2 separate regions of the Ovis aries genome follow, and region 2 is linked to region 1. Evidence: chromatin contacts called from public Hi-C data. All regions are on one chromosome and are shown on one strand. Each heading gives the region's core, a stretch centred on a gene start, on an enhancer-like site or on the middle of the called end of the contact. The rest is flanking DNA. Distances are from core to core; before and after follow the strand shown. Region 1 holds the start of INHBB (inhibin subunit beta B). Region 2 has its middle 74 kb from the start of GLI2.

Region 1 (7,270 bases), core at 2,967-5,466:
GCCCCAACACTCTGTAGGGGCCGTGTGGCCAAGAACTGCATGCTGAGATTCACTTTTATCATTTGCTTTGTCACTTCTGGACATCTTCGTCAGCTCCGGGTTATGCAAAACAAAACAACACGCGATTGTGAGAGCACGTGCTCTGAGCTCCCTGGAGGAAGCCTCTTCATACTCTGAGTGCCTGGATCCATGTTGTCGCCATGTTTCCTCCCGCCTTTACCATTGGGCCTGAGTTCCTTGACGGCGTCAGGGAGCCAGCATTCCGTGTGGGGGCGGCCCGGTCCTGCAGCCGGTCTAGAGGGTGTTGGCTGAAGTATTGATGTACATTATTGTATTCAAAACTGACAGGCGCAGTCACATCCCTGGCTCAGACTGTGGGCTGAGGTCACCCTCAATCTAAAGGAGAACAGAGTCCAGTGCTAAATGAGGCTTTGAAGCAACAGGAAAAGGTCCTTGCTCCTCAGTAGGGAATGGGGAGCTCCCCCGCAAAGCACAAGGTGATCTGGAAGAACTCAATTTACACCCTTGGCTCCTGAGGGCTGGGGGATCAGCAGAGGGCGGGATAATCCCAGCTTCTCGAGCAGATGGTTTCTGACTACCGCTTGACCCAGTTCCCTCCCAGCAGATGACTGGCAGCGGGGCTGCAGCTCCTTCGTCAGGGGAGCAAAATGAGGACCCTCCTCTGAACCTCATCTTCTCTCCTCTGACCAGCAGGGACATGGTGGCTTTTGCCTCTTCCCAGCACCAGGGCGATGAGCAGGATGCTGCACCTTCACAAAGGCGTGGAGCCCTCCCCTCTTCCTACAGCTCTACCCAGCTCTGTCCACAATAAGAAGGGTTGCGGGGCTTCCCTGATGGTCCAGTGGTTAAGACTTCACTGCATGGGGCCTGGGTTCAATCCCTGGTCAGGGAACTAAGACCCTGTATGCTGTGGGGTGTGGCCAAAAAATAAATATAAATAAATACATACATAAATAAATGGGCTTTCCTGGTGGCTCAGAAGGTAAAGAATGCCTGCAATGTGTTAGGCCGGGGTTCAATCCCTGGGTGGGGAAGATTTCCTAGAGAAGGGAATTCTTGCCTGGAGAATTCCATGAACAGAGGAGCCTGGTGGGCCCCAGTCCATGGGGCCACAAAGAATTAAACACAACTGAGTGACTAACACTTTCACAAAAAAATAAATAAAGGGTTGTAACTGAGAAGGCAAGGAACACTACTGTGAGTTTGTGCTGAGAAGTAGAGGTGTTAAAGCCTTTGCTGGCTTACCGACTTCTTTCAATCCATCAATCAGTCAACCAACCAAACACTGGGTCAATAAAGTGCACCTGATTATCTTCCAGGTCTGGCATCACACAGAGGCCTGGTCCTTGTCCTGCAGGAACCTGAGGCCCCTCACAGGAGACAGGTGAACAGGTAAAATCTGGGCACTGATCCGAGGGGCAAAACCAGCAAACAGCTATTCAGGGCACAAGAAGGCCATGGAGGCTTCACCAAGATTGGGCTGGGTCTTGAAGCCTGGGCGTGAGATCCCCATGTAGGTTGGTGGTTGTGGTGATGGGAAGGACCAGTAGACCAGAGCAAGTGTGCCTGGCAGAAGAGGCAAGCAAAATCACAAAATCACAAAGGTGGTTGGGCTGGCTCAGGGCCACTGCGTAGAAGGCGGTGGTACAAGCTGCCCAGGAGGCAGAGGTTACCTCCTCTCTGCTCAGGGTTTCCCAGGCTCTGGGCCAGAGCCAGGGGTGGTAAGCCGAGGGAACAAAGGGCTGTCAGTTTGGGAGTGGCAACGATTCAGGATCTGGAGAAAGCCCTAAGGAACCAGAAAGGTTGCCATTTTGGGGACCGGCATTTCGGGGACCCTGCCTGTCCCCTATTTCGGACTTTCGGTTGATAAAACCCAGAGCAGCCCATTTTTGTACCTTGGGACCGGCCCTGCGCACCTTTGAGTCGGTTCCTCGGATCGGGAGGGAGGGGGCGCTCCGCCTCCAGACTTGCGGACCTCGGTGAGGCTGCGGTCCGGCTGAGGCTAAACGCCACAGTGCCCGGCTGGCCTGAGAAGCTTGCGATGAGGGGCCGCGGGTGCTGGGGGGAGCCCTGAGCCTGAGGCCGCGGTCCACCTCGGTTGTCCCGGGCTCCCCGATACGCTAAGAAGCTAAACTCCCTGCAGTTCCGTTGTTATGCGGCGCGTTCACTGTGGGTGGGGGTCTAGGCAGTTGAGACGAGAGCGCAAGGCCGCGTTCCTGCTGCACCCTAGGAGAACCGTCCTGTTGCTCCACATGGTGGTCGGGACGCCAGGGGGGACAGAAGGAACGGACTCCACTTGGGGTTCTGGACGAGGCTGGGATTCTGCTGTTCACTGACAGCGTCTTTCGCTAGTGGCCTAAGAACGGCAGCCTTGGAAGGGTAGTTTCTTGAGTTCTGTGAGGAGCTTGGCCCGGTTGCCTACTTTAGGGCTCCCCACCAGCCAGTGTTTCAATAGTCATTACTGTGCCCGTGTAAGCACGAGGCGGCAGAGACTAGGATGGGAAGGCTCTAGCCACGGTCACTCCGGCAAGGCCGGCCGTAGCGGAGCCTCGACTGGGACCTGGCTTTGTCTGCGGCCAAGATTTGCCAACTAGGGGGGTGGCGGCCGCAGTGGTGCTGAAAGCTTCTCCAGCCTGACAAGCCCAGAGCTCGGGAGGCTCATGGGCCGCGAGGCCGCTTCCCCATGCAGTCGAGCAGCTTCTCGGGGCGCGGCGCCGGCGGAGGCAGCGGCCCCCCAGACCCCTACAGTCTGCGGGGTCCACGTCTCACCCAGTGTGCCGGCGGCCCGGGGCGCTTGGCTCCGGCACTGCAGCCCCGGAGCGACATCCACCGGCGGAGCCAGTCCGCGGCGCCCGCGGCCGCCCCCGCCTTGCCGCGGCCAGCGAGGGAGCACCCCAGGAAGGCCGGGGGCGGCTGCGGCGAGGAGAGGTGCCTCTCCTGGGCGGGGAAGGCGGCGGCAGGGACTAGGACAGGGCCTGCGCGGCCGCCGGGAGGAGACGAGCGCCGGGATCCTGGGTCGGGGAGCCCGTCGGTGCCGCCCGCCGCCCAGCCGGGCGGGGGTCCGGGGCGCCCACGTGGCGAGAAAGTTTCGAGACCGCAGAAGTGGCCCGGTCTTGTGGGGTGGGGAGGGGAGGGAAGCCAGTCGGTTCGCTCCTCCTTCTCGCTAAGGCAGAAGGAAAAGAGCGGAGGGAAGCTGGGGTGGGCGGGGAGCGGGCAGCATCAACCTGAACAGATTCCGCCTCCCCCTCCCCCCGCATCCCCCCCGCAACCCCGGGAAGCAGAGCCGGGAGGCGCGGACAGTCTCCTCCCGCACGGCCAGGGCGAGACTGCCCCCTCCCCCCCCCTTTTTTTCCTGCCAACCTCTATCACAACGCGCTCGCACATACGGAGATTGTGCGGCTTTTTTTTTTTTTTTTTTTTCACCCTTGGGAGAAAAAACGAGAGTAAAAGAAGAGGGCAAAGCGAAGAACTCCTCCTTGGCGGGATCCGCACTCTGCCGCGGCCGGGCGCGGGGACGCGGCCGCCACCCGCAGCTCTCTCCCGGCCCTGCGGCGTGTGTCGGCGGGAGAGCCAACGAGGGCACCCACGCCGGGGACGCGGCGATACTTTTAGGAGCTCGAACCGACATCGCCGCCGCCGCGCAGGCAGAAGAGACCGGGACGAGGAGGGCCCCGCCGCCGCCTAGCCTGGCGCTCGGAGTCCCGCCGGCCCGCGCAGGCGGGCGGAGGGAGGCAGGCGGCGAGGAGGCGGGCGGAGCAGAGGACCCGCCGGAGCGCGCAGCAGCCGGCCCGCCCGCCCGCCTGCCGGTGGATGCGGCGCCCCGGGAGCCTGGAGACAACTTTGCCTTGTGACGCGCCGCGAGGACTGCAGGGCCCGCGGTCCCGGGCTCCGCGCCGCTTCTGAGCGGGCCCGCGCTCCGCGGCGCTACCGGCACCGCACTCGCCCCGCTGTCCGCCCGCCAACCCGCGGAGAGGACGACCCACCCGTCGCCACCGCCCGCGGCCCTTCCTCGGTGCTAGGCGGCGAGGGCGAGGGCGAGGCGCTCAGGTGCGAGCGCGGGGCCCCGCCGCAGCGCCCGCCGCAGCGCCGCGCCAAGCCGCGCCCGGCTCCGCTCTGGGGGCTCGGGCGCCTTCGCTTCCGTCTCGCCCAAGTTGCGTCGACCGGCCCTTTTGCCACCTTCCCCGCCCGGCCGCCAAGCCGCCGCTGCCGCTGCTTTCGCTTCACCCGAGCGGGGGCAGCGGGGCCCCGACGCGGAGAGGATGGGGGGAAAGCTGCGGATGCCGACGCGCCCCGAGACGCCCGCGCGGCAGTAACCCTCCTGCCCCTGCCTCGCCCAGGGCGCCTCTCCGGCCCCCCGCGGCCCACGGCGCCCCTTCCCCGCCGCGCGGGAACCCCCGCGGCCCGACCGGGCCCCCTCCCCCTGTGAGCCGGCTGCGGCCCTCCCGGCGGGCGGGCGGAGGCCCGGGCGGGGGCGGGGCGGGGCGGCGCGCCGGGAGCCGTGAGCCGCCCTGCGCTCGGCTCGGCTCGCCTCGCGGCGGGCGCCCTCGTCGCCAGCGGCGCACCATGGACGGGCTGCCCGGTCGGGCGCTGGGGGCCGCCTGCCTTGTGATGCTGGCGGTCGGCTGGCTGGGGCCCGGGGTCTGGGGCTCTCCCACGCCCCCGCCGTCGCCCGCCGCGCCGCAGCCGCCCCCGCCGCCGCCCGGAGCCCCCGGCGGCGCGCAGGACACCTGCACGTCGTGCGGCGGTTTCCGGCGGCCGGAGGAGCTGGGCCGGGTAGACGGCGACTTCCTGGAGGCGGTGAAGCGGCACATCTTGAGCCGCCTGCAGATGCGGGGCCGGCCCAACATCACACACGCCGTGCCCAAGGCCGCCATGGTCACGGCCCTGCGCAAGCTGCACGCGGGCAAGGTGCGCGAGGACGGCCGGGTGGAGATCCCGCACCTCGACGGCCACGCCAGCCCGGGCGCAGACGGCCCGGAGCGCGTCTCCGAGATCATCAGCTTCGCCGAGACAGGTGGGTCGGTCCCTCGAGCGGCCCTCGCCACCTCCTCCACCCGCTTTTCTCTTCGCTGGCTCTGGCCGTCGCCGCCGCAGCCCGCGCGCCCTGGGGGAAACCCGGACTGCCGGCTCGGCCCGCTCGCCTCCGGCCCTGTGCGCTCCGTCCGGGCTGCGGTCCTCTTCTCGAAGGCAGCAACCCCTTCCTGCTCCCCTATCCCCGCCGAGGAGCGCTCTGTCCTCCACCCCTGCTCTCCGAAACGGGCCCCAGCGCCTTTGGGCGCGCGTCCCCCTCCCGGCGGACTATTGCGGCCCTGGCTCCGCGGGCACTCGCTTGGTGATTGCTTAATGTTTTTGTTTCCCACGATCGGAGTGTAGGCTTAGCAGTATAGATGGAGATGTGTGTGCTTGTTGATATCCGTGGGCCGGAGGAGTGTGTGTATGTGTGTGTGACTCTGTGTGTGTGTGTGTGTATGCCTGCGTGAGAGGCCCCTGGGGCCGCTTCCATCGCCGGGCAGCGTGGGCTTGCCAGGATTGCTGAAGCTTCGCTGGGGAGAGCTAGGCAACCTCTCTTCCGATTGTGTGGGCACCGGAATCGGTGGAAGGCAGGCTTCTCAACAGGTCCCATCATTTACGCAGAGAAAGGCTGCAGCTCAGAGGGCAGCCCCGTGCCTCTCGGCTTGCTTGGGAGCTGAGGCAGCTCCCTGGCTTTAGAGCCAGCAGAGTTCCTAGTTAACAAAGGGTCGGAGTCCTTTCTGGAATGTTCCTCCGGCCCTATATTGCAAATTTTTTTAACCACTGTCTGAATATAAAAATCAAGCGAGGAAAAACATCTTTCGAACTTTAAAAGAAGGAGAAAAATGTGCTCGCGCTGAAATGCTGCAAGTGCTTTCGGCTCTGCTGTCCTTTTCAGGACTTGAATGAGCCAGGCTGGCTTTTGTGCCTGGAGCTCAGCCCCATTTGTGCAGGGGGACTGCCGAGAAGGTCGCAGGGGGAAGCTCGGGTTTGGGCAGGGCAGGGTGGGCAGGGAGCCTTGCGGGGGAGAGTTGGTGGCAGTTGTGTCCCCAGGCTGCGAATGCCTCCCCCCAACCCCCAAGGCAGTGGGCAGACTGTGCAGGTGCCGCCTGGGGATGAAAAGGGATGAAAAGTTTTGCATGGCCGGGTGTGGAGAAAAGCAGAGACAATCAGGGCTGGTTTGTGCTTAGAAAGAAATGCATTGCCGTTTTAGCTGTCCGACAGAGTCAAGGGAATCTGGACATGCAATTAGAGAGCTTGGATTAAAAGGTGCTTTGGGGCCCAGAGCAGAAATGTGATTCTGGAAGGTCGAGGAGGCCTTTTGGTCCCGGTGGCACAAAATGACAGCAGGGGCTGTTATATTTCTGGTCGGTTCCACGGAGCCAGCTCTTTGACTTATAAATAACAGATTCAGGTCACAGGCAGCTCGTCCAAGACCAGCTTTTAAGGCTGCACTTTCCCCCATTTCAAAGTCAGATGTCAGTGTTATTAGAGGAGCCAGGCGAGGCCTGAGGAGGGGGCTGGGAAGGGGGCAGTGGTAGGAGGTTTGATAAAACCATCGGAGGCCACACAGTTGGCTTATTTGTTCTTCCCGGAGGGGAAAAAAAAAAAAAGTAGGGATCGTCAGAGAGCAGGGTCACTGAAATGTAGGATGAGAGAGGATTCCTCTCTCAGTTGGCATGGCCTCTCTTCTTGTTGAGCTGAATTATTGAGACAACTAATAAACCAATTCTCCTTATCGATGGAGACTTCAAATGTGCCATTCACGGGGAGTCAGTGTCTCATGAAAGGGGTAGACTTCAAGTTTCAAGACTGCGTGCCCTGTCCCTTGGAAGTACTCAGAAGCAAAGGCTGCACTTTGCAGCCTGCAGAGCACACGTTCCTGTGTCAGAAATCTGAGCAGAGCTGGCTTGTTTGCAGTGGAGGTTCCACTGGGGGTTGGATCAGATCATGCTTAGGTAAACACTGGAAAGAGGCTGTAGGTGGCTCAGCTGGATTTTGCAATGCCCTAAGTTAACCAAAAAAAAAAAAAAGAAAGAAAGAAAGAAAAGAAAAGAAAGAACCCAAACTCTGCTAAAACAACCCACCCCAAATCCTTAGTGAGATCCTGGTTTTGTTTTTCAGATTTCACAGATACCCATAACAACTTGTTAAGATCTTGGCCTCCTGACAGATTCCTCCGTTGAGCTTTGAGGCCTGACAGCCTGTCTCCAGGGAACCCTGGCCTGGGAGAGGTGAG
Region 2 (7,270 bases), core at 2,895-5,394, 320 kb after region 1:
AACTGTGGTGGACAAGCTGCCCAGAACTCCCTGAATATCTTCAGATATTTTATTAAGTGTAGAGAGTCTATACACTTGTCAAAATAATAACAAAAGTGACTGCTATATACTGAGTGCCTGCTATGTTCCTGTACCAGACATTTCCCTGTCTCAGCTCAAGATATCATAATGAAATGCCACAGACTGAGTGGCTTAAATAGGAGGCATCTTCTTCTCACAGTTTGAGAGACTTGGAAGTCCAAGATCAAGGCGTTAGCAGATTCAGTTTTTGGTAAGGGCCCACTTCTTGGCTGACAGGTGGCCACCTCTTTGCTATGTCCTCACATGTCAGAGAAAGAGCTCTGTTCTCTCCTTGTCTTATAAGGTCACTAATTCCGTTGTGGAGTCCCCACCCTCATGATCTCCCAGAAACCTAATTATCTACCAAAGGTCCCACCTTCTAATACCATAACATTGGGGTTTAAGGTTTCAATATAAAAATTCAACAAGCAAAAACATGCAGCCCATAATATTCCTTACAGAGACTACAGTTTCTACAGAAATAGTACAATGTAAGTGATTAGTCTCCTTTAGTAGGTCTCAGAGCTTGAGATGATGCAACTCAGAGTCACATGGTAAAACTAAAGGTTGGTGGCCTCCCCCTACAGTAAGCTGCCCCCTCAAACCTGGTAGCTCACCCCCAGAGCTAGCAGGAGATCACACAACAGACCCTGGGATCTGATCTGGCTGGTTAATTGATCATGGAATTTGTGGCTGAAAAAAAAAAAAAATTGTCATAAAAACAACATCCATCCTGGATTGGATGGAACCTTTTACCCCAATCATCCCATTTTGGACTTTCTCATTTATTCCTTCATCCCACAAAGGTCTGTTGAGAATTTCCTCTGTGTCTAGGGATACACAGTGAACAAGACAGCAGAAAGCCTCTGGCTCCACAGGTGTATTTCTGAAGTTCGGCGCAAGTGTGTTAGAAGGATCATGCAAGCAGGACCCATATCCCAAGGCCTAACAGGAACCCAGGGTTTGCTGCTTCTTTGCCCCTAGCATCCCCTGCCCCAGTGTCCACCTTCCCTCCAGCAGCCACCACTTCCCACACCTCCCCTTCGTTTCTTTATTTGTTTTACCACATCGGAGGGGTTTTTAATGGGAGAAAGGGCCCAGGAATGGGGTTGTTTGAGGACAAGGAAACGAGCCACTTGCTGTGATGAATGTTCTTGAAAAGCAATTTATTTTTTCACGGGTAGCTCGCCGGGCTCAGGAACAAAAGTGCTTTGGCTGCCTATCAAATATTAACAGAGGCGAACTGTTTTCTCGGCGGTTCTCTTTTCCCGCACACGCTCACTTGCGCCTCTCACTAGGCATGACAGAAGTGACATCGAGTTCAAGGGCTCCCTGGGGTCCCCTCCCAAGATAAAGTGGCAGCTGCTTTCATGGGCTATGGGACCCTCTCCCTCCTGCCTACCCTCTCCACTCTCCATGCATTTGCTTCCAAAAGACGACTGCACTGCAAATACATTCAGTGGAGTGGGTCCCGAGGAAACCAGAGATCAAGTGGAAACATTGGACATGCTGCCCTCAGTTAAGCAAGAGAGGAGACAGGCCTGCTTTCTTTGCCTCTAGACTCTAACCACATTCCCCACCGAAGCAGCCATCCTTACATCTTCCTGGTGTTTTTGGTTCCCTTCCCTCATCAGGAGCAGAATCACTTCCCCGCAAGGATGGGCTCCCAGGCTTTGGAGTGCGTCTGCAGAGAAGACCTCTCAGGTGACTGACACTCCTAACAACTCACTGGGACCTTGCTTTTGCCAAATGATGGTTGTGCCTGGCTGTCTGACAGAAGCCTCTCCATCCCTGGGAACAGGAGCTAAAGCAACACAGGGCCCTCCCAGGGCCAGGGAAAAGTGAAAATGTCTGAAACTTACCATGATGAGAGCTTGAGTTTTAGCAATAATTCCAGGAAGCCAGAAGTCTCCTGCTAGCCTGCATCTATCAAGGAGGACCAGACCAAACCCTGCCTCTCACTCCTGCTCCCCTTTGGGCTGACTCCCGCTTTTCCATTTGCTGAAGGAAGTTTCTGAAACTGTCAGAAACAAGAGGCTGTGGAGGGGAACCCTCCACCTGGACAGAGTGCAGACTTCCCCATCTAATCATATTGCCCACATGTCCAGAAGAGTGACCTTCCTTTCCCAGCAGACAGTTGGGGTCAGGGACTTGGTTTTGTTTTCCTGAAGTGGGGAGTGAAGTCTCTCAACTCAGTGACTATGGAATAGAAGCTTTTATCTGCTCTTAAAAGAACTTGAGACAAGGAGCAGAGGGTGGGCTCCCTTTTGCCCAGTCTGCCAGCCCCAGTTCTGGAGATGGACAGATCTCTGGACTGAGGCCCCCAAATCCAGCTCCCAGCAGTGCTGCAGAGGCAGGGAGAGGAAGGGTCAGGCCTGGATCCTCCTTCTTCCTCTTGAAACTGTTAGCCAGACTGCAAAGAGGGCCTCCAGTGAGCTTGGCCCTGGTATCACCCACTTTCAGAGTCCCCTCCCCTTCCGTGTGGGCTACCCTTGGGGCTAGCTTTTGTCTAGCAGAATGTGATGGCAGTGATGCTTGAACTTCTGAGGCTAAGTCCTAAAAAGCCTTGAAGCTTTTGCCAGGGTCTCCTGGGTGATGCATCTGGAGGTAGCCAGGCCCCATGTAAGAAGTCTGACTCACTCGAGACCACCAGGCTTGGAGGAGGTCTACACAGAGAGGCAATGAGGGCAGACAGCTACCTGGCTGGTCCCCAGCTCTCCCAGCCCTCCCAGCTGGAGTGACAGCCACAATAGTGGCACAGTCCTCTATGATGATCCATCATTGTAGCCTTAGGACTCAGCTCCAGCCACTGTCTCAGGACAACTGCAAGAAAGGCCCCCAAGTGAAAACCACCCAGCTGAGCCCAGTCAACTGATGAAAGGAAATGAGAACTCACTGTTGTAAGCCACTACATTTCAGAGTATTTTGAAATGCAGCACGAAAACCCGGGACAGAGATCCTGGCCCAGAGAAGCAAGAGCTTTGCAAGGAATTTCCCAGGCTAGTGGACAATGGTTTCAATCAGTAGCTTTGAACTCAAGCAGTAAAGGAATCTTTTGTCTATGGGAAATCATAATTAGAACTCTGATATGTAAAAGAGAAAAAAGTATGGTAGCAGCTCTCTTCTTTAAAAAGTGGGAAGGGCAACCTCTCCTCTTCCCCACCTGACCTGGGCAATGAATGAGACTCCACCTGCCTTCCCAGGCCTCTCTCTCTCTTTTGCTCTTTTTTCCCAACAAAGAAAAACACCTCACAGCAAGTTTTCTTCAGCCACATTCCCTGGTCCAGAGGGAATCGTGGCAACACCCTGAATCCTGGCAACAGCCTTCTGTACCTTTGAAAGCGACACTCAGGATCTTCTCTTTTCAGCTCCCAGGTCCTCTGGCAACACCCTGCCTTCCTTCACCAAAGGACACCAGCAGTCCAACCAGTACCCCCTAAGATGCTAGAACACATTTTCTGCCATGAGATGTTGTTATCAGACTCTGCTTCCAGCTCACCTGTTAGACAAAGAGGCAAACAGATATAATCCCTGTTGTGTCAATGGGGAAACTGAGGCCAAAGATGATCAAGCTCTCAGTTGAGCAGGAGATTCCTCCGGCCTCAGTCCCAGTCTCTCTACTAACCCTGATCCCTGCAAGCATGAAGGCTGTGGCCCTAGGCCTGAGAGCAGCTGTGGCACAACTTGCTCTTCCAAAGCCAAGCCAAGCTGAACCTCAACTCTTCTCCAGCCTGCTCTCCTCCCTACCTGGCTTGTTCTACTTGATGCTGAAGACTCAGCTCCCCGCTTAGAGGCGATGACCACGCCCCCACACACTTGGCCACGCCCCCGCACAGACACGGTGTGTCCCTCATCGATCTTGTTCCCTTTTCACCCTTATCGCCAAATCCCCCCCCAACTCTGTTTTTCTCATCGTGCTGACTTCTCCTTGGGGAGGGCGAGCGCTTGCATAACAAGCACTTGACTCTTCTCCAAAGCCAAGGTTTGTTCCAACGAGTTTGACTTTCAACCTCCCCACGTCTCCTTGAGAAGATGAACCGCGCTTTTGTACCACAGGACATGCCAGGAATAGCTCCCCCGCAGTGCTCGCGGGAGGGGCAGGGATCGTGAGGAAGAGGCTGCAGCTCAGCTAGACATCTAAAAGGTACCATTAAGATGATGGACGCCTTTTTCCATGGTGCCTTGGGCAAGCCGTTGCGCTTTATTACTCATCTCTTCCGCAGGGAGGTCACGGCATGTCCTGTGCTCTCTGGCCAAGATGAACCCTCTGGGGACCACACTCGCATCCTGGGGAAGAGAGGATGCAGGAGCAGGGCCTCAGGGTATTCTATCTCTGCATCCTTACCTGGACGCAGGGCTTGGGCAGAACAGACCACACTCCTGTGGTCATGTCGCAGACACCACCTCTCCCTCACTACAGTCACCACCCCCTGCAAATCAGCAGATTTTCCCAACAGTCTGCAACTTCTCATCACGGGGAAAATCCCAGAGGCAAAACCAGATTTCTGACCAACTTAGAAACGTCTGAACACACTCCGCAAACAACAATAGTGATAGTCACCAATTACCTAGCCATTACAGTGACCAAAGGTTGTCCTGGGCATTTGAGACTGCCTGCAAAGCAGGTTTGGCCATCTCACTTGTCCAGAGTCTAAGGGAAGTTCAGAAAGTTGTTCCTTGGTACTTAACTGGCAGAGCTGGGATTTGAAATGGCCCCTGGCTGGGTCTAAAGCACTATGTTCTTCCTATTGGAAGACACTGCCCATGTGACTCCGAGGGTAGGATCTAAGAGAGAAACGAGGCTGGACTCAAGGCCTGGGACAAACTGGGTTAGTCTGAGTCAAATAATGGGGATTGGTGGCCTCCCTGCTTCCCAGCCAGCATTCCCTGGCTAACCTCCACCAGGCAGACATGTAGGCTGTAGAACCGGGCAGGTCCTTCAGGAGCATCCAATGGAAGAAAGGGATTCAGGAGCTGATGACCCACTATGCGGTAGGGCCATCGCCACAGGAACCTGGTACTCTCTAGAGAAAGCCCATGGGCGTGGGTTGCCTGACCCGTTTCACAGATGGAAAAATAAGGTTTTACCAGAGTCAGAGGACCCATAAGACTTGCAGATATCAGGTCAATCGTATTGAATCCAAAGTGTGCTTTCCTACCACAGCCTCAAGCTGCATCTGTGAGGAGAGAGCTTGACTTTTGACTCCAGAGGGTCAAACCACCTGACTACCACCTTTTAACCACCACTGGGTACCACTCTCAAAGGGCATTGAGCAAACGTGACCACATGATTTCCGTCTCATCCCTGAATCACCTTCTGGCTCATATGGGATAACATCTGGGTGATTATTACCAAAAACAACAGTTTCTGATTCCCTCAATGTCCAAATATGGTTTCCACTGCTGTGCTTAAAAAATTCTTTTCCCCTCCTTTGGTATGTTAAACCATCTCTCCTGAAATATTATAATGATCTTTGTTGACACCATCGACTAGCTTTTTAAGGTCTTTCTGTGTAAATACAGCAAAGATAAATTTCAGGCCAACTCCCATCTGAATCATTCCAAGCCTGGAATGCTGAGGGGTCTGGGTGAGTGAGCCTTGGCTGTACCTCGAGTCAGGAGGAGGAATACATTACCCTTGACCTTTCTCAGAGGAGCTGAATGGCTGAGCCTGTCCACTGGGAAACAGTCTGATGGGAGAGCCTTTCCCCCTCCCCTACTCTCCCTCCCAGAGCCCGGAAATGGGGAGGCACAGGGCAAGGCTCACTCCTGGTCTATGTTGACGCCTTCAGTTTGCAGCCCACAGCCACCCTTTGTCTGCCCTGCTCTCTGCCCCAGGATGCAGACCCATCTGGACTCCCTGACCTCTGCCTTCCTATTGGATTTGGTCCTGCGAAGCCCAGAAGAAGATGGGAGGAGATTGTCGGTGGGGTATTCATGCCTCTGAGGCTCCCTCCCAGCAGGTCCACCAGTCTAGCGATCCTTTCCAGGCAGGTTTAGCTGCTCCCTCCTCCCCTTCCCCTGGCCCCTGAATGGTCAAGGGGACTAGCTTCAGGTTGCTTCCCTGGTCTTTGCACAGCCACCCTGATACTAGGAATAGGAGTCACCATTTACAGAGGCTTCTCTAGTCAGTCATTTTGCCTGCGTGATTGTGCATAGTTCTAAGAGCAGCCCTTTGAGGAAGGCATCCCATGTGTCAGCTGAGGGAGCTAAAGTGGTGGCCGCTAAGCAGCTCATTCAACGCACTCACTAGTGAATGGGGAAACGGGATTAGAGTCCCTGCTGAGTGGACCATCTCCAGTTGAAACCACGAGGGTAGCTTCCTGGGGCCAGTATGGCAGGGAGCCATACTGCCATATCCCTCCCCACCCCTGTGGCGATCCTGGTCCCAGCCCCAGTCTGACCCTCTTCCAAACCCTCCTACTTCAACCCTAGACTCCCGACCAACTGGGTCTTCCCCAAAGACTGGGTCACCCTTGCCCCCATCAGTGCCAAAGATGGGTCCCATCTCTTGGCTAAAATGCTTGCTGTCCAACTCAGAAGCAGCACATTTTGAATTCAAAGGGATTGGAACCAAACGTCCTCAGCCCTGTCCCCGCTGTTTCTGGGTCTGTGTCTCATGGGACCATTTAGGTCTCCTCTTGGCACTAACCTCTCACCCCTTTCTCTTTCCCTCTTGTTTTTCCATTTCCCAAAAGTGTTCACAAGTTTCTGATAGATTAACAAAGAAAGAAATAGAACCTCCTGCTTTATAGACGAGTAAGAAGTGTCATCAGCAAACATAACAGTCAACATAAACTACATAACGCAATATTGAAATCAGCCCCTGAGGGGAAAGGGCGTGCGTGTCTGTCTGTTCAGTCACTCAGTTGTGTCCGAATCTTTGCAGCTCACAGACTGTAGCCCGCCAGGCTCTTCTGTCTATGGAATTCTCCAGACAAGAATACTGGAGTCGGTTGCCATGTCCTCCTCCAGGGGATCTTCTGGACCCAGGAATCAAACCTACGTCTCCTGCATCTCCTGCATTGCAGGCAGATTCTTTACCCACTGAGCTACCGGTAATCCCTGAGGGAAAATGTCCAGTTGGCCAAAAACTAAAGAAAGAATTAAATCTTCATGAAGCTTAGATTTGCACAATGCACTCAAACAAAACTGGACTTGGTAGAAACAACGGCTAAAAGCATACATATGCGCACGCGCACACACATGG

The links. A called contact is a pair of places that touch in the nucleus more often than the background predicts.
Region 2: a contact with region 1 is called in a Hi-C map of mixed tissues, with 3 times the contacts expected there. The contact joins the enhancer-like site here to the promoter of INHBB in region 1. A contact is called at or near these places in 2 of 16 Hi-C or Micro-C datasets (mixed tissues and tail adipose tissue).

The regions. Positions count from the first base shown.
Region 1 is chr2:185,661,117-185,668,386 of ARS-UI_Ramb_v3.0, forward strand. INHBB (inhibin subunit beta B) reads left to right here and starts at 4,217. Exons shown (of 2, transcript XM_027965046.2): 1 at 4,217-5,035. The coding sequence starts at 4,585.
Region 2 is chr2:185,979,142-185,986,411 of ARS-UI_Ramb_v3.0, forward strand. No RefSeq gene overlaps it. Among named protein-coding and RNA genes, the nearest start is that of GLI2, 74 kb to the right of the region's middle. Within about 2 kb of position 4,145, at least 3 of the 54 cell types and tissues checked have an H3K27ac peak or open chromatin away from gene starts, as enhancers often do.